Regions from separate parts of the Mus musculus genome. Here all the other regions are linked to region 5. A link is a contact called in public HiCAR-type and promoter capture Hi-C data. All regions are on one chromosome and are shown on one strand. The core of a region is the stretch at or near the end of the contact, and the rest is flanking DNA. Distances in the headings are between cores, read along the strand shown. Region 1 holds the start of Cpped1 (calcineurin-like phosphoesterase domain containing 1). Region 2 holds the start of Sdf2l1 (stromal cell-derived factor 2-like 1). Region 3 holds the start of Yars2 (tyrosyl-tRNA synthetase 2 (mitochondrial)). Region 4 holds the start of Dnm1l (dynamin 1-like). Region 5 holds the start of Marf1 (meiosis regulator and mRNA stability 1). Region 6 holds the start of Top3b (topoisomerase (DNA) III beta).

What was found. Promoter capture Hi-C pulls out the DNA fragments that hold promoters and counts their contacts. HiCAR-type assays count read pairs that join an accessible place to other places. Capture Hi-C pulls out chosen DNA fragments and counts their contacts.
Region 1: a contact with region 5 is called in a promoter capture Hi-C map of adipose tissue, with 4 times the contacts expected there. The contact joins the promoter of Cpped1 here to the promoter of Marf1 in region 5. A contact is called at or near these places in 1 of 39 promoter capture datasets (liver) and 1 of 9 other capture datasets (adipose tissue).
Region 2: a promoter capture Hi-C map of embryonic stem cells shows a contact between it and region 5, with 4 times the contacts expected there. The contact joins the promoter of Sdf2l1 here to the promoter of Marf1 in region 5. A contact is called at or near these places in 2 of 39 promoter capture datasets (the 3T3-L1 cell line and embryonic stem cells).
Region 3: a promoter capture Hi-C map of adipose tissue shows a contact between it and region 5, with 3 times the contacts expected there. The contact joins the promoter of Yars2 here to the promoter of Marf1 in region 5. A contact is called at or near these places in 4 of 39 promoter capture datasets (cranial neural crest, hippocampal neurons, liver and 1 more), 3 of 484 Hi-C or Micro-C datasets (B cells, CD4 T cells and CD8 T cells), 1 of 115 datasets of contacts at active chromatin or transcription factors (astrocytes) and 3 of 9 other capture datasets (adipose tissue, liver and pancreatic islet).
Region 4: a promoter capture Hi-C map of liver shows a contact between it and region 5, with 2.9 times the contacts expected there. The contact joins the promoter of Dnm1l here to the promoter of Marf1 in region 5. A contact is called at or near these places in 2 of 39 promoter capture datasets (hippocampal neurons and pre-B cells), 1 of 484 Hi-C or Micro-C datasets (B cells), 2 of 115 datasets of contacts at active chromatin or transcription factors (astrocytes and thymic regulatory T cells) and 2 of 9 other capture datasets (adipose tissue and liver).
Region 6: a HiCAR-type map of astrocytes shows a contact between it and region 5, with 9 times the contacts expected there. The contact joins the promoter of Top3b here to the promoter of Marf1 in region 5. A contact is called at or near these places in 1 of 484 Hi-C or Micro-C datasets (muscle stem cells), 2 of 115 datasets of contacts at active chromatin or transcription factors (astrocytes and embryonic forebrain) and 1 of 9 other capture datasets (adipose tissue).

What each region holds. Positions count from the first base shown.
Region 1 is chr16:11,908,084-11,911,775 of GRCm38.p6, reverse strand. Cpped1 (calcineurin-like phosphoesterase domain containing 1) reads left to right here and starts at 2,353. Exons shown (of 4, transcript NM_146067.3): 1 at 2,353-2,510. The coding sequence starts at 2,441. The region is part of intron 2 of Gm9961 (predicted gene 9961); the gene reads right to left.
Region 2 is chr16:17,130,766-17,134,265 of GRCm38.p6, reverse strand. It overlaps Sdf2l1 (stromal cell-derived factor 2-like 1), which reads left to right and starts at 1,883. Exons shown (of 3, transcript NM_022324.3): 1 at 1,883-2,142; 2 at 2,473-2,669; 3 at 3,478-3,500. The coding sequence starts at 1,956.
Region 3 is chr16:16,301,344-16,304,925 of GRCm38.p6, reverse strand. Yars2 (tyrosyl-tRNA synthetase 2 (mitochondrial)) reads right to left here and starts at 1,961. Exons shown (of 5, transcript NM_198246.2): 1 at 1,179-1,961; 2 at 223-390. The coding sequence starts at 1,942.
Region 4 is chr16:16,356,840-16,360,465 of GRCm38.p6, reverse strand. Dnm1l (dynamin 1-like) reads left to right here and starts at 1,435. Exons shown (of 21, transcript NM_001360008.1): 1 at 1,435-1,702. The coding sequence starts at 1,601.
Region 5 is chr16:14,157,450-14,161,213 of GRCm38.p6, reverse strand. Marf1 (meiosis regulator and mRNA stability 1) reads left to right here and starts at 1,940. Exons shown (of 27, transcript NM_001081154.2): 1 at 1,940-2,070. It overlaps Mir484 (microRNA 484), which reads right to left and starts at 1,588; the gene lies at 1,522-1,588.
Region 6 is chr16:16,868,383-16,871,996 of GRCm38.p6, reverse strand. It overlaps Top3b (topoisomerase (DNA) III beta), which reads right to left and starts at 1,261. Exons shown (of 18, transcript NM_011624.3): 1 at 942-1,261. Vpreb1 (pre-B lymphocyte gene 1) reads left to right here and starts at 2,742. Exons shown (of 2, transcript NM_016982.2): 1 at 2,742-2,931; 2 at 3,019-3,596. The coding sequence starts at 2,886. The coding sequence ends at 3,401.

The DNA of each region.
Region 1 (3,692 bases), core at 1,104-3,603, 2.2 Mb after region 5:
ACAAGGCACTTTTCCGTACATCAGGCCTCAGCTTCTTATCTGCATTCTAGAATGTTTCAATTGGTTCTAGCCACAGACACCTTGAGGAAGAGCTGGCTCCACTACTACCCAAACTACATTCTGAGGACAGAAAAGTCTATTACCCTATAAGGACACTCATGGGGTGGGATGGCATACCAGCTAGTGACTGTCACCCTTCTAAAATCTACCCCTCTCCTCCCACCCCACTCCTGGTAACAGTTTTCTATTTAGAAGACCACATTTCAAAGGTGCTGTGCAAAGAAAGAACTAGATCCATATATTTAATGAGTTGAGAGACTTGTGGATACAAAAATTACTGCCTGAGATGTAGGCTAGGGCTGAGTCCCTCGGAAGTATCAGGGCTTTGGCTCTCAGCCATTCACTTTCACTTTGCCCATTTCGTCAGATCCCTCCTCATGTCCAGGTTGTATGTGGCAAATAGAGGTATGATGATTAATAATTACCATGGCTAATATACTTACTACTTGCCACTGCAACTGTTACTTTAAGCAGTTTGACATACAAATCCATCAACTCTTGTTACTTTGTTCACGACTATGGCAGAAACGGATCAGAGAAAGGTTTTTATGTTGCAGATGCTTGCACAGGAACTTAGCCAAACATCACAAAGATGTATGGCACAGGAGCTTCTCACCTCAAGAAGGGCAAGCGGCACACTGTCACAGGAAGTGTTTAGGAACAAGATTATCTCCAAGACACGCCTTCCAAAGACCTTTATTCTTTAACCTGGAATCACCTTCTAAAGTTCTCTGAACCTCCCAAACCACTGCCATTTGTTAAGTTTTAAACCCAGGACATGGGTGAGGTGCCAGTTTAGCACATCAAAGTGGACCTGGCCTCCAGGTTCTTCCAGCAGCCTCAGTTCCTACCTGATATAGGGTATGGCTGGCATATCCCACCCTTTACCCTGAACACTCCAGCCCAGAGGCTGGGCTGCCCTTCCCCCCCCCCCCAGGGGCTCTTCCCTATATAGTCCAGACATTTTGTTACCCAGCCTTTTTGTACCTTTGGCCTCCTGGCTGCTGCACCTGGTTCTTTTCTTCCCTCCTTCTCCTTACCCCTTCCCCTTGCCCAGTATTAGATTTTCACAGATGTCTCAGCTTTTGGCTACACTCTCCCACAGATAAGCTTTCTCCTCCACCACACCTAGGGGGAATTCATATCCTTTCCCTTCCTTTTTATTTCTTTTTCTTTCGTTCACAACTAGCTGGGGACAACTTCCAACATGAGCCTACGGGAGACATCTTATGTGCAAATTACAACATCATCTAACTTTCTCACCAACCCAATAACCCTAGGTATTGTTATTGTTCTCATTTGACAGGTAGGAAAACTGAGGTGCAGAGCAACTAATTTTTAAGATCATACCTAAAGTAAGTGGTAGTATTAGGATAAACCCAAGTAGCTGAGACACAAGCTCATTTGTATTTCTGTCCTAAATTGCTAGGACTTATATCTGACTCTAGTTCAAGGTCATGGGACATCATCCTAGCTCTGTTAACCATACGAACATTTCAGGCTTACACTTGTTGAGAAGAAAATTTAGCAACTTGGCAGATCCTAGGAATTCCCCTGTAGTGCTTAATAAATGTATCCTCTTTTTGGAGATCTGAATTTAACATTTTCCACCTCGAAATCTGGATTGCTACCAAGTGTGAGGGTTGTAGTCCAGTGTAACGGCTTTTGAGTTGGATAGATTTTGTCTTGCTCACCTGCAGCTCTTAGCTTTCAGGAGTTGTGTCTCTCTCTGAGTGTCAGTTTCCCCATCTGACAAGTGCAGTCAATGAGGTAACAAGCAAAACACAAAGTACTTCGGGCAATGCCTGTTACCCAGCAACAACAGTGACAGAATGACAGTGGCAATGTCCAGGCAGTCAAGATGCCTTAAAGACTCTTGAGATTATGGTGGGCAGTTTGGAAGGGTTGCAACATAAAACTTAGGACATCAAATTGAAATGGAATTTCAGATAAACAATATTTTAAAAATAACTGCTTAAGTATCTCCCAAATACTGCATGAGATATATTTAAGCTAAACGTGGGTTTTGTTGGGTTTTTTTGTTTGTTTGTTTTTGTTTTGTTTTTTCCTATTCTTGTTAACCTGAAATCCCAAATTATGAAGCGGCCCGATGCGTGTTACATAAGACAACTCCAGGCCTCAAAGCCTCAACCCCCAGTCTGTTCCAGTGAAAGTTGGATCCTGACCCCGGGAGGATCCCACTAGGGGTGGCAATCTCCGTGTTCTGCCCAGGCAGTACTAGCAGCACCCAGAGCGGCCCCGCCCCGCCCGGCCCTCCTGGAGGGCAGGTTCCAGAAGCTGTTCCAGGCGGGGCTGCCGGGTGGTGTGGAGTCGCTCCCTCCTCTCACAGAACGTGCCCAGGCAAGGCCAGTCGCTCGCCATGTCCGCTATGGAGGCGGCGGATGTTTTCCACAGAGCCCGGGGCAGGACCCTGGACGCGTTTTCCTCAGGTACTGCTTGGCTCTTCGCCTGGGAAGGGGGGCACTCCAGAGCTGCAGAACCTTCCGCGAGGGGAACCTTCCGGTCGCGGGCGCTCACTTCTATCCGGATCCCTTCGTGGGTTGCACACAGCACCGGGGACCGTTGTCGGAGTTGTTCCTCCCTCGCAGTGTTGGGTGCTTCGCTGGCCTTGACTTGACCTTGCAAACCACAAACTTAAAAAATAAAGCAAACAAACTAAACAGAAGCGGGGCGGAGGTGGCAGAGAAGTGAATGACTGCTTGGGCTCTGCTACGGGGCCTGTCTTCTCTCTTCCTTGGCAAGCTTCTGCGGGGCAGCTGACAAGCGCTGTGTGTGTCAGGGGCTGTCAATTGTAGTGAGAGTGTTTTTATATCCAGTTGCTTACTGTAACCGTAGAAAGGGAAGGCATTCTGGTCCAGGTAGCGTTCTTGGAAGTTGGGCTTAGATAATCTGACCCAGTCTTGCCTCAAAGGGAGCGTTGTTAACACATCAGACTATTTCTGTAACCTTGGGTGTGGAACACATGCTGGGTGTTAAGCAAATGATAGGCCCCAGCAACTCAGAGGATACCGGATTGGTTCCTGTTTCCCTGTGTTTCCTTTGGATCTTTGGGGTTGATTCTTCTCTGGCACTTGGCTTAGAATCACAGGAACGCTCGCCTTGTTATCCAGCCTCTAATTTGCCTGAACTGCTCTGAAAAAAGAATCAGGCCCGTTCCAAACCCGGAGGGCCTTGGCACCTGCTCTCCTCTGCTCACCTGGTGGGACTTGGAAGTCTGGCACCTTCTCAGCCTTCACATCCTATTTTCAGGTTCATTTCCTCAGACTTACCTCTGCCTAGCTAGCCAAAGAAGATCAATCCTACAGTTCTCTGCTAGGCCTTTGTTTCTTTTCCCCTCCTTGCAGTTCAAGGTTCTGCACAGGTGCGCACAGCCAAAAATCCACTGATGGTGGACTGGGGAAAGTCCAGTCTGCAGTGTTGCCATTTTCTACAGATTTTAATGTGTCTTAGGTTTTTGTTTGTTTGTTTTCCCAGCCTACATGTTTTTGAGATGCCTCCTATTCTAAGTAGTTCTCCTTCCTTCCTTCCTTCTGAACAGTATCCCATTGATTGCGCATTCGTGCTGTATGTTTTGTTAATGGATGTGCTGAGTTTTACCAACTTGGTGTCTT
Region 2 (3,500 bases), core at 634-3,133, 3.0 Mb before region 5:
ATCGAGTCCTTTTTATTCTCTCTGTAAACATTATGTGTCCTCCATGGGTCTTGCCTCAGCACATGAGTCTGTCTTAGCAAAACTCCATGTGAGTCTGTCTCAGCTGACATCACTCTGTCAATTGGCAGAGTCTGTAGAAGTGGCAAGAAGCGAGACATACCACCACCAGAAGTTTTTTGGTGCACTTTTCTCTATGGAGTCCTGACAAATGGAGCTCAACTACGAAATGTAAGATGGACCAATATATGTGTGTCATTAGCAGAGAATCCATTATCATATGTCCTTTCATGTGTTTGTTTAAGCAAAACATCCTTTTATCTGAATGTTCCTTCATGAGTCTGTCTTAGCTTTTCATCTATGTCCACTTCAGCAAAACGTTCCTTCACATGTTTGCTCCAACAAAACATCAACCCAATGCAACTGACACATAGAGTCCTTAAGTCTCCACTTCAAGGGCTGGAGAGATGGCTCACTGGTTAAGAGCACTGTCTTCCAGAGTTCCTGAGTTCAGTTCCCAGCAACTACATGGTGGCTCACAACCATCTGTAATGGGATCCAATGCCCTCTTCTAGTGTGTCTGAAGACAGCTACAACTCATATACATAAAAAAAAAAAAACTGTTTTAAAAAGTTTCTGTGAGAGAGAGAGAGAGAGAGAGAGAGAGAGACGGAAACAAATATAAAATGTCATGAGGTGAGGCCCCATAAAAGTTAAAAGAATTTTTGGTTCCCCCATTTTGGCTCTGGAGTGTAAGCAGAGATATTTTGTGTGAGGCTGTGGTCCTTTGTGAAAGGCAGTTCTGGCTGAGCCTTTTGTAAATTATTCTTGTTAGACATTCATGCACGAGATCCCCTCCTTCTCAGCCTCATATTCATGTGTGTGTTAGGGTTAAAGGCCTGACAAATGACTCTATTTTGATTCTAACTATTCTGACACAGCTTACTTAGAAACATGTTGTCTGCCTGTCATCCTCTCTAGGCGGATGACCTCAGACTTATTCTTGAACTTCCTGCCTCCACTACTTGAGGGTTGATTTGCTAAGGATCAAATCCAGGGTTTTGCGCTTGCTGGACTCACTCAACTGAGCTACATCTGCAGACGGAAACATAAACTTTAATGCAAACATAAACTTTACTGCGTATCTAGCTAGTGCCCTAAGTACATGCTTCATCAGCTTCTTAGTAATGTAGCCTGGAGGGGCAGTTCCTTTGTGAATACTCAACAGATGGATGGATGGATAGAGTGAATGTGTGTACGTGAGCGCGCGCGCCAGCACTGTGTGAGTGTGTGTGTGTGTGTGTGTGTGAGAGAGAGAGAGAGAGAGGGCTCACAGCTTTGTCATCCAGCAACCTTAGGATTCTGCCACCAAATGACTCAAGTAGCTGCATGACTAAGAGAATTAAAAAACCATGGGGTCCAGAAACTGATGTGATTCAGTTTGATTAACTCCTGGGGCCAGGAGATTTCAATAACTTTGTTATCTGCCCACTTTGAGACCACAAAATCTCGTAATTAACATAAGAACCTGTAGCTTTATCCCGGGGTCTGAGTGGAGGGACACGAGACTAAAGTTTAGGGGGTCCAGGGTCAAAGGGGTTCCTATACCTACTACACCCGAGGATCTCTAACCGGGAGCCAAGTGACTAGAAGCAACCAACCCGGGTGTGCGGCTTTCCGTGGCCTCTCCGGGGACGCTCGCCGCAGCCACTGCTTTATTGGCGGGTCCTCGGAAGCGTGGACCAGTTAAAATCCTCCTGGTGTCTCCAACCCCTTTCCAGCTACCTCCTTGGAAGCTGGGGGTGGGGCCGCTGCACACGGTCCAATAGCAGTGCAGGAGGAACGCGCGCGCGCAGACGATTGGCTGCCGTGGGAGGGCGCTGTCAGAGCTGGATTGGCCGCTGTTGAGGACGGAAGCGCAGAGGTCTAGAGCAGCTGGAACCTGGCCGGCTGGCGGGATGTGGGGCGCGAGCCGGGGCAGGGTAGCGGGGCCAACGCTGCTGGGGCTGCTGCTGGCGCTCTCAGTGCGGAGTGGGGGCGCGTCCAAGGCCAGCGCCGGGCTAGTGACCTGCGGGTCAGTGCTGAAGCTGCTCAACACCCACCACAAAGTGCGGCTGCACTCACACGACATCAAATACGGATCTGGTGCGCAGGGGTGGTGACTGGGACCGCCAGGGGGCGGAGGGCTTAGAGACTAGGTGGTCCTAGCGGGGTCTGTGGGTTGTCAGGGAGCTGGGTGGTTGCGAGTCTAGACTCGCTTGTGGGTCGTGACTGACAAGCCTGAGGGATCGAGGATGCGCGGGAAGGGGGAGGGCGATGTCCACCGGTACTTAGGGTCTGGCCTGGGCTGGGGTGAGCTCTTTGGATCCTAGAGTGGTAGGGGCTGTGAGGGAAACTTTTTAGTGTTCAAGACGAGGGTCCGGAGGTCTGTGATTAACAAGAATCCACGGGGTGGGGTGGGCTGTTACTCTTCAGGCAGCGGCCAACAGTCGGTAACCGGCGTGGAGGAGTCCGACGATGCCAATAGTTACTGGCGGATTCGCGGCGGCTCCGAGGGTGGGTGCCCGCGCGGACTCCCAGTGCGCTGTGGGCAAGCAGTGCGGCTCACGCACGTGCTCACCGGCAAGAACCTGCACACGCACCACTTCCCGTCGCCGCTATCCAACAACCAGGCAAGCCCCGTTCCGAAACCCACAGAGGCTGCGTGGGGCAGGGACCCAAAGACAGAGGGAGGGATGTAGGGGAGGGGCCCAAGAGGGGACTCAGTGTCAGCTACTGTGAATTGGGAGTTTCTATTCAGAAGTTTATGGAGCTCCTGCTCTGGGTCCTGTCCCCAGTAACTTTCTCCACCGAGTTAGAAGTGAGAGATTAGTTCGTATTTGGACACAGAGGTGGACCCACAGCGCAGATAATAGGAAACTGCAGGAAGGAGAAACTCAGGGCTGGGTCTTAAAGAGAAGTGGGAGCTTCTTCCTACTCCTTCCCCTCTGCGAAAGAGTTCCTACTAAAGTACAGTGTTCATTGCAGCTGGTCTGGGAGGGACGCAGGGAGAATCTGACAGTGCTTTGGAGAGTTTCAGGGGGAAAATGTTGGAGGGGAATTTGGGGGTAAGGCCAGTTGGCACTACACAGTCTGATACAAGAGGCTCTATGCACCTGAAGAATGGGGTGAGAGTCTATTTTGAGACCAGATTTCTCTATGTAGCCCTGGCTGTCCTAGAACACACTATGTAGACCAGGCTGGCCTTAAACCCCCCAGAGATCTGCCTGCCTATACCTTCTGAGTGCTACGCTTAAAGGCGTGTGCCGCTGAGCCTAGCTAGGGCAGGACTCTTGGCTTCCATTTTCATAGCTGTGAATGCTGAAGGTCAGGAAAAGGAGCAGAGGCCCCAGGATACTAGGTGCAAATATGACGGCCAGACATGCAGCTCAGGGGAGCTTGTGCCCTCTGTGTGACTGTTCCTATACCTTATACTCTCAGGAGGTGAGTGCTTTTGGGGAAGA
Region 3 (3,582 bases), core at 712-3,211, 2.1 Mb before region 5:
CCTGGGATGTAGCTCAATAGTTAAGCACCTACCTAATAAAATAGCCATTCAGCCCTGGGTTCAACTCTAGTATCGTAAAAATAAAAATGGCAATATCATGTGACATAATAATTTACACCTTAAATAGAATCAATGAAAAAAACCTACAAAGAAAAAGATTCACTAGCTAAAACTGAATCATAACTACATATTAATTTTTCTCAAATGCCTATTAAAGCTTACCTTTCTACGGAATCATCTTGCTGTCTGACAAAGAACTGATAAAGTTCAAACGGTGATGTTTTCTCTCTGTTTAGCCAAACCGCATTGCCAGCAGACTTTCCCAGCTTTGCTCCAGTTGTACTTGTAATTAGAGGTACAGTGATTCCAAACACATCCTCTCCAGTCAACCTACACATACATTCATGGTATTCTGTTAGGCACAATTAGTTCCACCAAGCACAGTACACATTTAAGTCTGGTTACTTACTATATGTTTTTAAAACCCTTTCTCAGTCTGGACTCAGGTCCTCAAGAACCATAAAAACACGCATTTTATATCTACATGTGTCGTGCTTAAGTGCAATTGAGGAATGCACCTGAGCAGGTCAACAGGACTTGATTTTTGAAGGATCAGGTAGAAAAATGACAAAGTTGGGCGAAAGGATACCAGGAGGTACATTTAGAAGGTGGCTTTTAATATTTTTAAATGAGTTTTGTCGTGTAGCACACGAACCAGCCATATAATCTATGTTCCTCAAGAAAACTGTGAGGACTGGAGAGGTGGCTCAGTGGTTCTTCCAGAGATCCTGGGTTCAATTCCCAGCAACCATGTGGGATATAATATAAGAATTTGGTGCCCTCTTCTGGCATGCAGGTGTTACATAGAGATGGAGCACTCATACATAAATAAATCAATCTTTAAAAAAAGAAAACGCTGTGAAAATCTTTATGGAGGCGAAAAGCTAAATTAGTGCACACGGTTCTAAACAGAAGTCCAATTATTTTCAGGATAAATAACAATTTCTAAAGAAACTAAAGGCGACTTAGGGAAAACAGACACAATCCAAATCTTGAATATCGGTCTGCTTCCAGCAGCTCTAACTCCCAGCTCTAACTTACAATCTTCCTAACGAATAACACACTACTTCTGTATACTCGTCCCCGGGTTTCCGTAGGCTCTAACAATTCCAGCTTACTTGTGGATGAACTCGTAGCCAGACATGATGTTGCCCAACTGATCTGATCCGCCCAGTTGGACCCGGCATCCATAGTGCTGGAAAAGGTAGTAGAAGTCATAGGCCTGGAGCACCTGGTAAAAGAACTCCGCCAAGCTCATGCCCTCGGGGCTCTTGAGACGCGACTGCACGCTCAGCCGGCTCAGCAGAGTGCCCATGCGGAAGTGGCCGCCCACCGTGGCCAGGAAATCCACCAGGTGCTGCTCCTGGAACCAGGCCGCGTTGTCCAGCACCGTGAAAGAGCCCCAGGGCCGGCCGTCCGCGAAGAGGCGCGCGTGGTTGGCCGCCAGGGCCTCGAGCCCTCGCCGCAGGGCGTGCGCGTTGGCCCGCACGCACTCGGCGCTCAGCGCCTCGCGCCCCTTGGTCCGGCCGCTGGGGTCCCCCAGGAGGGCCGTGGAGCCTCCCACGAGCGCGATCACGTTGTGGCCGGCTCGCTGGAAGTGGAAGAGCCCCAACAGAGTTAGCAGGTGCCCCACGTGGAGCGAGTCGCCCGTGGGGTCGAAGCCGCAGTACACCGTCTGGGGGGACGAGCCCGCCCTGCGGCGGTCAAAGAGTTCGGGGAGCTCTGTCTTCGTGCCGCTCTCGGGGAAGAACTCCTTGAACAAGCCGCGGGCCCTCGGTGCCACCAGCATTCCCCGCGCGCCCGGGCGCACCGCACGCGACCCTCGTAGCCAGACCAGGGACTGCGGAACGCGGCACAGGCGCCTCAGCATGGGCGCCGCCATCTTGCGGGACACGCAAGGCATGCTGGACCTCTGTCGCCCTGCGACCGCGGGCGCCTCGGTGTCTCTCTACGCATGCTCGGGCGTAGCGGGAGGCCTGTTAGGCTTTGGTGCTGTAGGCAGTCCTGGAATGTGGACCGACTGAGTTCCGTCTTGCGGCCCCCGCTGTTCCTCTATCATTTCATTCCCGTTTTCTCAGTGAGGATGTCGTGATAGTACTTCCTGTCTCACAGCTGTGGTGAAAGCACTTGGCGGTGTAGTAAGCGCTCGACAAATGTTTACTGTCGTTTAAATGATCATGCAAAAGCTGTGATGCTCAAGTCCCATAAGTCTTGGACCTGTAGAAAGAACTCGGAGTGGAGTGGAGACGAAATTTCTTTGTACCAGTTTCCCCAGTTAATGAGAGCCTCGTCACAGTACAGGCAGGCAGGCAGGCGCGCGCACACACACACACACACACACACACACACACACACGTCATTAGTGGGTGTCCTGAAGGTGGCAGTCTCCTCCTAGCAAGAGGAAAGTCAAAACAGGAAAGAACTCCCTGTGTTTAGTATAACAAAAACTGGAGTCATTCAAAGTCATAACATATTAGGTGCTTTTAGGAATCCTCTCACCAGGATGAGGACTCTCATTTGCAATTGTATGGCAGGTGAGCCAGCCCCCAAGTCCCATTGTAGATTCTGACTAATTTTCTTTAAACATTTTAATTAGCGTACACAAATTGTACAAAATAATGAATTTATTCTGACATTTCCATATATGAGTAGACGTGGGCCATACTTTCAAAACTCCCTGATTTATGTGGAGTAGCATTATTGAGAATGTGCCATTTGTGGCCATCACCTACCATTGTGAGAGAAGTAGGGGTTATGGAGGGAGACAGAGAACAATTGAGCCAGGAGTAAGTTGCAGTAGAGGTGTGCTGGCTAGTTTTATGCCAAGTTGACAAAGTTAGAGTCATTGAGGTACTTAAACTGAGAAAATGCCCTCAACCAATGTGGCCTATGAACAAGCCAGTGGTGATCAGTGATTGATGTGGAAGGGACCAGCTCACTGTGGGTGGTGCCTCTTGATAGGTCCTTTCTCCGGTAAAATGAGCCAATTCAAACCAGATTAGATTATAAAGCAGATTTACTGTCCCCCTAGAATTGAGGCCAGGGGGGGTCGCCATGGGGGGGGGGAGAAAGGGCTTGTGGCAGGGGGTGGGGAGAGAGAGAGAGAGAGAGAGAGAGAGAGAGAGAGAGAGAGAGAGAGCAAAATGTGTAGATTGTATAGCAAAGAGCGTCTGAGGGAAGGGCAGCCCATCCCCTGGGCTGGAATGTACAGGGTTGGGGATAGGGTATGCCAGGTAGAGACTTAGGGATGCTGAGAGAACCTGGAAGCCAGATCTGTTTTCATATGTAAAATATGCACCTGAGTCTCTTGTCCCAGGGTCCCAAAAGAAACACCACCCTTGGTGGTCCTGGGTGCTAAAAGAAATCAGGCTGATCAAACAATGTGGAATAAGCCAGTATGTAGCACTCCTTCATGACTTCGGCTTTAGTTCCTTCAGGAGTCTTTCTGACTAGAGTCCTTGCCCTGACTTCCCTGAATGACGAATTATAAGCTGTAAAGTGAAATAAACGCTTTTCTTCCCA
Region 4 (3,626 bases), core at 186-2,685, 2.2 Mb before region 5:
AGCTGACTCTTGCCTCTGCCTTCTCAGTCTGAGGTTACATATATGCTGCTGCACTTGGTTTTGGATTCTGAAATCTTTGTTTTTAAAAGACAAAAGGGAAGGTCACAACATTTGCCAAGATGTCCAAAAATCACTTCTGGATCTTCAGAGTCTTTCATTTATGTGTTTTTCAAAACTTATTAACCAGCCACCATCTGTGTTCTGAACAGTAAAGCCTGTCTCCTATGGCATATGTTGCAGGTGAATGGTAAGTAACCCCTCCAGTTATACAATCCACAACTTTGTGACTATGAGTGCTCATGGCTATCATGAATAGATAGCAACAAGTTTTGCTTGGCTTTTCACTCCTCTCAGGCTGGGGAGTTTGTGGCTCTGAGTTACTGTTTTATTTATGTTTAACAGTCTTAAAATCCAGTATATTGTGATTATTTTGGTACCCTCATTACCCTCTGATATTCCCCCTTCCTTTCTAGGACTCCTTCTTCCCACCTATTAGTCCTAGTGGGTATACTAATAGAAAAAGCTAATCCCCAACTCCAGCAAACATTCACAGTTACTGCTCCTTTAGAAAGAATGGAGCTTCATGGGCACCTCCTGTTTCTATGATAGATAGCTGGAGGGCCCAATCTTGTGCAGGTATATAGTGCTATGTATTCAGGCTACAACTACAGCTTTGTAAGTAGATGACAGCTGCTCAATCCTTGGTTTCTTATATTCTTTCTGCCTTCATTTCTGCATTGTACCTTAAGTCGTAGTTGGTGTGTGTGATACGAATGTCTAGTTCTAAGGGCTTATCATTCACTCTCAGAACTTTGACCAGATAAACTCTCTTGGTGGGTAGGCTGGAGCGGTAGAAATGTCTGGAGACATTCTTTTAAGTTTTCCTATAGTTTCCTTGATTGCTCTTCATAAAGTAGTACTTCTCATAAGGAAATGACATTGGTTAATTAATAGACTCTATCCCTATTTTGGAAGGGGGGGGGGGTTCGAGACAGGGTTTCTCTGTGTAGCCCTGGCTGTCCTGGAACTCATTCTGTAGACCAGGCTAGCCTCGAACTCAGAAATTCGCCTGCCTCTGCCTCCCAAGTGCTGGGATAAAGGCATGCGCCATCACTGCCCGGCGACTCTATCCCTTCTTATAAACACAGGATTTCACTATGTAGTACAGACCTTGTTAACCTTTTGTCTAAGTCTTCCATGGTTGTCCATAAAATTGGTGTGTCCCAACTCCTGGAGGCATACTCATACATAACACTCTAACAATCATTATTCATCTAGCTGTTAGCTAGCATTTTGACTATAGTAGACTCAGATTCACGGTCTCAGCTTCCTTACCCGCCCAGTTCAGGTCGATACCTGAAACCTTCTAGAATAGGCCTTCGCGTTCCACTCAGCCTGAACTACATCTCCCGGCAGCCTTTGCGCGCCCACCTCTGTCGTGGCGCGTGGCCTGCCGGGAGCGGGCTGGGTGCTGGCCCGGCCCAATGGGTGCGGGCTCCCGAGGAAAGGGCGGAGGAGAAGAGGAAGCAAGCGGGCTGTGGGTCGAGTCCCCATTCATTGCAGTGGCCTGCTGGGTTGGGGGTCCAGTGTTTCGGGGGTCATGGAGGCGCTGATCCCGGTCATCAATAAGCTGCAGGACGTCTTCAACACAGTGGGTGCGGACATCATCCAGCTGCCTCAGATCGTCGTAGTGGGAACGCAGGTAAGATGAGGCCGCGATTGCGAGGCCTGGCTCGGCCGCAGGCCTGCAGGTGTCGCCAGGAGGAGGCCGGCAGCTCGGCGCTCCGCTCTGCTCCCGGGCGCTCAGCGGGACTGAGTGGCCCTGCAGCCTACAGCCCGGCGCGGCTTGGCCCAAGGGCACTCGGGGGACGCGCGGGCGGGCGTGTGGGCGGCTGTCGCTTCCTTCCGGCCGCTGAGGACGCGACGGACTCAGGAGTTGCTGTGAGCAGACAGGCAGCAAGCTAGTGGTGAGTCGGTGGCCCACGGAGCTATTACAAAGTAAAAATAAGATTAAAAGAAAATCCCGGGTGTAGTTGGAGGCCTAAAGTTAGGAAGGAGCACCATGACTTTGGTGTTTGTAATTTTGTTACTGTGACCCAAATTTGGTATAAGGTTCTCAGGCCTTATGTGGGGTATTGGCGATAAGTCCAAATTTTGTATGAAAGAATGTTGAATAGATATCTAGAATAGCAGAGATATGTGAGTTTCATTTTTTAAAAAAATGCCTGCTTTGAACTGAAGAGGAGCAACAGAACTTTAGGGGAGGAGGGCGTTTTTTGTTGGTTTTGTTTGTTTTAATGTTTGTGAGTACGCCGTCGCTGTCTTCAGACACACCAAAAGAGGGCATCAGATCCCATTATGGATGGTTGTGAGCCACCATGCCACCATGTGGTTGCTGGGAATTGACTTCTGGAAGACCATTCAGTGCCTCTATCCTCCTGGGGAGAATTGTTTTGTTTTGTTTTTGTTTTTGTTTTTTTTTGGGGGGGGGGCGTCGAGACAGGGTTTCTCTGTATAGCCCTGGCTGTCCTGGAACTCACTTTGGCCAGGCTGGCCTCGAACTCAGAAATCCGCCTGCCTCAACCTCCCGAGTGCAGGGATTAAAGGCGTGTGCCACTACACCTGGCGAGAATTGTTTTTGAGATGAGCCCTACTCTGTACTTCAAGCTGGCTAAGAATTTACCTTGTTACCTGAATTGGCTGAAACTCATAGCACTCCCCCTGCTTCAGCTCCCTTGACTGAAAAACTACCATGCCCAGAATTTTTTTTTTTTTTAATTTTTATGATGTGAGTGTTTTCCCTGGTGCTGGTTAGAAGAAAGTATATGATCCCCGAAACTGGAGTTACAAATGATTGTGAGATGCCATGTGGGTGCTGGAAACCAGGTCCTCTAAAAGAGCAGCCTTTGCTCTTAACCTCCAAGCCATCTCCCCAGCCCCTTTATAAACATACTTTTAGGTGCTCCCATTTGTTAATATTCTTTTCTTCTGAGGTGATGGGTGATTTCTCTGTTTTCCATGGGTTGTATGGCTACATCTTAACTACAGAAAGTGTATAAATATTATAAGAAGAAATAAATTAGAGGATATCCATATACTTCAAACCATCCTGTAGTTTATTATTATTATTGGCCTTTAAATATTTAAAGCAGTAGGAATTATTTTGGGGCCATTTGCTGGGTTGGCATAGATAGTTTTCGGACAGTCATGTCTGCATAATCCAGCATTAACACTTGATGTTGGCTGTGCCCGAAGACCAAATTATCAAGTGTACTATTTGGTTTTTTGTTTGTTTTGGTATTTTGTTCCTGCGATCTTATAGAAGATTTTCAGTGATGCATATTATTCATTGTAACGAGATATTTAGTTTTTAAGTTAATTTTTACTTTATGAATATTTGCCTGTGTTTATGTATATGTATATGTATCAAATGCCTGTTAATTCCTTTGGAAGCCAGAAGAAGGCAACTGATCTTCTGGAACTTGCCATACAAATGGTTGTGAACTGCCATGAACATGCTGGGAACTGAACTTAGGTCCTTTGCAAGAGCAACAAGTTCTCTTAACTGCTGAAGTATCTCTTCATTGGGACTTTTATAATAAGAACTATTTTTTGTAAATAAAATG
Region 5 (3,764 bases), core at 691-3,190:
AATCAAATGCAAAGTATCCAGTGAAACACCAATAATAAATCTCTGTTATCTTTGTTTCATAAATGTGAAGATTATTACTGAGCAAAGGAAAAAAAAAGGAAGTTGGTTTTTTTTTTTTTTTTAATGAGACAGGGTCTCTTTGTGCAGTTCTAGTTGCCCTGGAACTGTGCCACTACTTCTGGCAAAAAGTTGAAACCTACTTTTATTAAATAGTAGGTAGTGCTTTTAATTTTGTTGTTGTTGTTGTTTTGTTTTTCGAGACAGGGTTTCTCTGTATAGCCCTGGCTGTCCTGGAACTCACTTTGTAGACCAGGCTGGCCTCGAACTCAGAAATCTGCCTGTCTCTGCCTCCCAAGTGCTGGGATTAAAGGCGTGCGCCGCCACTGCCCGGCTTCTGGCAGACTTTTAAGTATAACTATTTTAAAGTAATAACCAGCTAGGACATTCTATACTGTGCCTACATTTAGATTATATTTTTTTCCTAACTTGTAACAGAAAGCAGCAAAGAGCTAGAAATTTCAGAAATTATCTTTCCCCCTATGGAATCCTGAAAACTCATATTTAAGCCAGGCATGGTTCTAAATAAAGGTTATGCTTTTACTTCTTGAACTTGTAGGCAACCGCAGGCAGATCTCTGAGTTTGAGGCTAGTGTACAGAGAGTTCCAGGGCAACCAGGGCTATCACACAGAGAAACCCTGTCTGGAAAAACAAACAAAAAAACCCAACTCATATTTAGGTCAAGTAAAAGTGAAGCCTTCAAGGCTCAGTGGGGTTGGGGATAGGGGTAGCGAGGATACAGAACAGTTTATCTGTTTAAAACATGAAGTATTTTTGATTTCACAAAGTTCTTATAACTTTAGCATCTTCTTTTTCGTGGCCAACCTGTCATCTGAAAAGTATTGGTTACAAAGCACTAGGTTTATTAAAACAAAACGTTTGCCAGGTGACACAAACTCCTTTAATCCTAGCACTCAGAAAGCAAGGGACTGCAAGTTCGAGTACAGCATAGTCTGCGGGGCAAGTTCCAGGCCAACCCAAGGCTACACAAGTGAGACACTGTCTCTGAAAAGAAAAAATAAAACTGGGTAAGGATATCATGTACTCTTAACTGTTGGTGTCAATATTCAGCAGCAGTCTTTGCATGTACTTGATCAGCACTGAAACTGCTATAGGTAGGGAGGACTTTGCCAAAAGCCCATTTGGCAGGTTTAACTGTTCTTTCTCCACTGGCCACTAGGTTGCGCTAAAAGATGCAGTGCAACGTGCACGATTTAATTTGTAAAAATAAGGGTTATCACGTGACGAGGCAGAGCATTAATACTTTATTTCACATTAATCTTCTCTCCTTAGTCCTCGCTCCCAAGACCTTTTAGAGCGGAACCCTAACAAATCCCATCTGGCAAGCCTTTCCTTGACTCCATCACAAAAGCTCCCTAGTTCTTCGCCTGGAAGATCCGTTCGACATGGCGTCATCAAACCAGTAGTGAGAACTCCTAAACTGGGGTTCCTGCTAAAAAAAATACGCCGCCAGCCCCCTAGGTAAGACCCTATTTTGAGGTTTATCGGGAGGGGACTGAGCCTGACGAGGCTGCAGGGCCGCGAGGCCCCGCCCCCCCCACTTCCCAGCGTGCCCTGCGCGGAGAAATACGCGGAGGCGAGGGCGGGGCGAAAGAAAAGACTGGGCGAGACTCAGGGAGGGGTGGAGCCAGAAAGGGGAAGGGAGGGACGGGGGAATGGGCGGGGCTACTGGAGGAAGCGACTGGGCGGAGTGGGGACGGGCTGGGAATGGGCGGAGAAAGGGAGCGGCCATAGGGGGCGGAGCAGAGGAAGGGTGTGGTATTATGGAGGAAGAGGTGAGGCAGGGAGGCTCGGAGAGAGGGGCGGGGCTAGTAGTAGAGAAGCGTATCGGTTTTGCGACAGGGGCGGGGCGGGGCGGAAGCGGAAGTGGAGGGAGCGCTTGGCGGCGGCGGCGGGAGCTGCGGAGTCGGGAATCAAAATAAAGGGCCTGGGGGGGGTGGGGGGTAGGCGGCGGTGTCGGAATGTGAGCCAAGAAGGAGCTAGTGGCTGAGGTGAGTCCTCTGTCAGTGCCGGGACTCCACTAGGGCGTACCGGATGCTCTGATCAGCAACGTAGCTGGTCTGGAAACGACGCCTTTTCCCCCCTCAGACTGATGCTTCTGGGATTGAAGGACCGGGACTGGGACTTGCCGAAGGGGCCGTGCGAAAAAGTCGCTCTCCAGTGCTCCCCCGGTCTCTTCCGAGGCGTTTAGTCCCAGCTGGCGCTTGTCTTCCTGCTCGCTCCCCGGCCCTCCAGGTGTCAGTAGCAACCTTCGCAGGATGTGCAAAGTTGGAAAGTTGAGAAAAAGGACAGTTGTGTGGCTGAGTCCCTTATTGTTTTTTTGTTTTTGTTTTAATAGCCACTTTGGATGCAGTTTCAGTTTCAGCCACCTCCCCAATTAATTCTAGCACGAACGTGGTGCTTTCTAGTTGCACTAGTATCTTTTGGACTTTCCAGGATCTTTCTGTTTTGCATACAAGGAAATTGTCAGCTAAATGGTCTTTCTTCACCTTCAGTGAGCTCTACATTTGTCCAGGGTCATTTATTGATATTTGTGAGGCACAGTTGAGTTGGAAGGTTGGGATACCGTATATTCACATACAGTCAATATTGTTATGGAATTTATATTCTATTGGAGAAAAAAGAGTCATTTTAGTTAAAAGGTAGAAGACGAGCAAATACATAGGACTGGGAGTTTGTGGCAGGGGGGAGGTCATTTGGGAAATAATTCATCCTCAGGTATCTCTTGTCACCAAACTACAAATAAATAAGTGAGGGGGTTGCTATGATGATTAGACTCACAAGAGATGGGCCTTATGTTTATAAAGATGACATGCCCACAGCAGCACAGATAGGTGGCCTTCAGAACCAACATGCAGGCAGTACAATGTTGCACACTGCATTCTCAGCCACTGTCTAAGTTGCTCAGAAACTGAGTTTCAGAAAGGAAGACTCTCTCACATTAGAACTTCCCCTGACTGATTCGGCTGCTTAAATGGAATTCCTAGGAATATTTGGGAAATTTTTAGGCTGCAGGCCACTAATGTTTTTCCTTATATTTGTTTGAACTGAGTAATCTGTCTATATATGCCTGCCTGCCTGCCTTGTCTATCTGTCTATCTATCGACAGAGTTTCACTGTGTAACCACAGCTGCTTGGAACTTGGCTGCCCTTAAACTTGCAGATATCCTCCTGCCTCTGCCTCCTGAGCTACCACTCCTGGCTCTTTGAGCAATATTGAAGGCACCTTGGTGTAGAAAGAGGTAGGTGAGCCTTTTGACCTGAAGCTAGCTATGAAACTTTATTTTAAACGTTTCTGTTTCTCAGTGAAGTGGTAGATATGGTAGTTCATTTTAGGATTTGGCTTTGAAAGATTTAAGCACGCTGAAATTATGAACACTGTGATTATAACAAGTTCTTATGAATAAGAGTGGAGTGTGTTGGGTGATATAAAACCTGGATTTCTGGATTTTTGTGGGGTTTGTTTTTGTTTGTTTTTGTGTGTGTGTGTGTGGTTTTTTGTTTGTTTGTTTGTTTGTTGTTTGAGACAGGGTTTCTCTGTGTATCATTGGCTGTCCTGGAACTCACTCTAGATCAGGCTGGTCTCAATTTAAACAGATCCACCTGCCTCTGACTCCCCTAGTACTAGGCTTAAGTGCATGCGCCACCATCACCTGGTCCAACCTGGATTTAATTATAAAAACAG
Region 6 (3,614 bases), core at 12-2,511, 2.7 Mb before region 5:
CAAGGCTCTGACACTATAGTTTGTCCTATTCTGGAGTTAGGTAAGCAAAGGGCTATTTAGGTGTGGATTGCAAAGAGAGAATAGCAAGACAACCTGCCCATTCTTTGCCACACCTCACTAATCAGTGTCCCTTGGAAAGCACTGTAAATATGGAGGTTTCTTTTTGTATTATGTAGTAGTGGATTTAACTTGAGGAGCCCCAAAAGGGGTCAGCAAAGCATGGGAAATCTAAGAATTTAACACTTCAGTGACTTTTAATCACCTACAGATCCAGGAAAATAAGCCTGTCTCTTAACTCCTTCTTTGTATCTAGTATGCTGCAGCTCTGTCTACCAACATTGCTATAAAATAGGAGTTAAAGTTAAACAAACAAATAAACAGTTATTTTGTGTGTGGATATGTATGGGCACGCACATGCTGCCGGTCACAGGTCAGAAGACAAATTGTGGGATTCAGCTCTCTCTTTTTACAACGTGAGTTCCCGGGGTCGGAACCTTGGTTGTAAGAGCGCTGAGCCATCTCATCATCCTAGTTTAAAAAGCCAGAATAAATCGCAGTGCATAACAATTCAGACTAGCGACAAGGGACCTTGGCGAACGGTGAAAATTCCCCCCTTTCTCTGGCTATCAAATCCAAGTCGTCCTGGCTTTTCACAGTCCTGTTCCCAAAGGCCGGGTTCCAAATAGGTTAAGAGAGGTCATCCGTTCTTCCCTATGCATAACTAGCTGGCCCTCGACTCTAGCTCATTGGTTTACCCAAGTTTTCTCCTAATCTGCAGAGATCAAGTCCGAGAACAGCCTGGGTCTCCAGACAGAGCAGGCTCCGGGAGGCAGCGAGTGGAACCTTCGGATAAGAACGCAAACCGCAGGCCTGAGCCTCTGTGGGCAGCACAACTTCCCTGAGCCGGTTTCCCTACCCTCAACTAGGGGGAAACGTCTCACCTCGGGGCCGCGGGGAGCTCGTTGGAAAAGCGACCACTGCCCACTAAACGCGGCTCCACCGCCGCCCAGAGGCCCCACGGCGAGGGCTGGATGGCGAAAAAGCCGCGCCAGGGCAGGACCCTCCCCCACGCCCCCGCCCGGGTCGGAGCGCTGCTACCATTCCGGAAATGCCTGGGGAAAGCCAGCGTCTTCCGCTTCCTCGAGCAGCCAGCATCCCACTGCTCACCCGCCGTGCCGCTGCGCCTCTCGCTCCGGCTGTGCTTTCCCCGGTGGCCACTCACGAACTCACTTCCGGCTCTGTCCGTCTGTGGCGTCCCCTCATCTGCCCTCCGATGTCGACACTAAGGTGTCTGCAAGTTCCGAGGCTGGTGAGTTCCGGGTGCCTTGCTGTCTGCTTCCTGTTGGGAGCAGCAGGGGCTCCCCAAGTCTCCATTGTGTCTCCAAAAAATCATCCGGAGAAGACATTAATGACGATTGTCAGTATGATTACGAGAACTGATGAAAATATGCAATTAATGATTAAAATAAAAATGTAAAGTTTATTTTTATTTGATATGCATTGGTGTTTTGCTTGCATATGCACATCCGTGCGGGGGTGTCAAATTCCCTGGAACTGGGGATAGTTGTGAGCTGCCATATGGGTACTGGGAATTGAACCCAGGTCCTTAACCACTTAACCAGCCCAATAATTAAAATAATTTAAACATTTCAGATAGCAGGCTTTTTCAGTGTTAGCAACATCTGTGAGCGGGATGGTGGCTCTTACCAGGAATCAAGCAATCAGAAGGTTGAGACAGCGAGTTAGAGGTCATTCAGGGCTACATAGTGAATTTCATTCCAGCTTGGGACTATAGGCTATACAAGACAAAACAAAACAAAGCACCTTTTAAAATTTTGAAGACCACACTACTTGTGTTAATGTATCTGGAAGATAATATGTAATTTTTTTAGAGTATTAGAATTATGGAAGTTTTAAAATAGTTTTGATGACTTTATTAGCATACCGTTTTTTAATAGCCTGGTATGGTGGCTCACAACTTTGATCTCGGCACTTGGGAGGCAGAGAAAGGCAGATTTCAGTGAGTTCGAGGCCAGCCTCATCTGCACATTGAGTTCCAGAATAGCCAGCCAGAGCAAAATAGTGGGATCCTGTCTTAAAAAAAAAAAAAAATATATATATATATATATGTATGTATATATTCAGATTGTCTCATTATGTAGCCAAGGCCATCCTGGAACTCACTGGAACTCACTGTGGACCCAGGCTGGCCTCAAACTTATGTTTTTAAGCCATCCTTTTGTTACCAAGACTGGCTATGACAGCCCCAACTTGTCAACGAGACAAGTAAGAAACCTATAAGATGGCTCAGCAGGCAGACAGTGGCTGCCAAGCTGGCCATGTGAACACAAAAGAAATGAAAATAAAAATGTAATTAAAAGAGATAATACTAAAAAGCAGAGGAAGGAGATTTATTTAGTGTGCTCACATATGGTAGAGGAACATCTAAAGAGGCCCAGTGACTGCTCCCACACATATTTGGGGTCTGATATGAGGCTTAGGTTTAAGGAGAAAACTCTTGTCCCCTTTACCAGGCATTTAAAGTGAACTACAGATCTGCTTATTTGGGGCTCAGCCTCTCAAGGGGAGTTGAGGTCACTCTCCCTCAGGGAGACAAGCCCGCAGTCCTGGGTTCTGGCCCATGACGTTCCAGCAGGTGCTTCCTCCCAGAATGCTTCCCTGGGTCAAACCCAGAGCCACAAAGGCTTCCATTAGACCATTCTGGTAAGTGACAGAGTCACAGAGCCCAGAAAGCCTGGGAGGGTGGTGAGCAGGAACCAGGGGTGCAGTGACCCTCTCCCCAAAGCAGGGAGGAGAGTGCTTCCCAGCTGGTCAGGGCCCAGGAGCAGTGGCTGTAGGGGGCAGGGTGCTGCAGGTCTGGAGCCATGGCCTGGACGTCTGTCCTGCTCATGCTGCTGGCCTATCTCACAGGTAAGGAAACTCTTGGGGCCCAGGGCTTCTTTGCTCCTCCTATGGCCTTGCTCTGCCCCAGTGATGGACATGCTTCTATCTTCTCAGGTTGTGGCCCTCAGCCCATGGTGCATCAGCCACCATTAGCATCTTCTTCCCTTGGAGCCACCATCCGCCTCTCCTGTACCCTGAGCAACGACCATAACATTGGCATTTACAGCATTTACTGGTACCAGCAGAGGCCGGGCCACCCTCCCAGGTTCCTGCTGAGATACTTCTCACACTCAGACAAGCACCAGGGTCCCGATATCCCACCTCGCTTCTCCGGGTCCAAAGATACGACCAGGAACCTGGGGTATCTGAGCATCTCTGAACTGCAGCCTGAGGACGAGGCTGTGTATTACTGTGCCGTGGGGCTCCGGAGCCAGGAAAAGAAGAGGATGGAGAGGGAGTGGGAAGGAGAAAAGTCGTATACAGATTTGGGATCTTAGGCTCTGGAGACATTCAGACCCTGAACTGAAGACAGAGTTTGCTTTGCTCGGCTAGTCTGGTATGGGAAGGAGGGGTAGAACGTGAGGTTTTGCAGAGCCTAGAAGATGGAATTATGCAGCTTTTCCTTGTTCTGCGGTGTTGCTATGAGCCCCCATTGGAGGCTGGATTGTAGAATTAAAGCTGTTTTTACTGAATTTGGTCTGGCTGGTTTG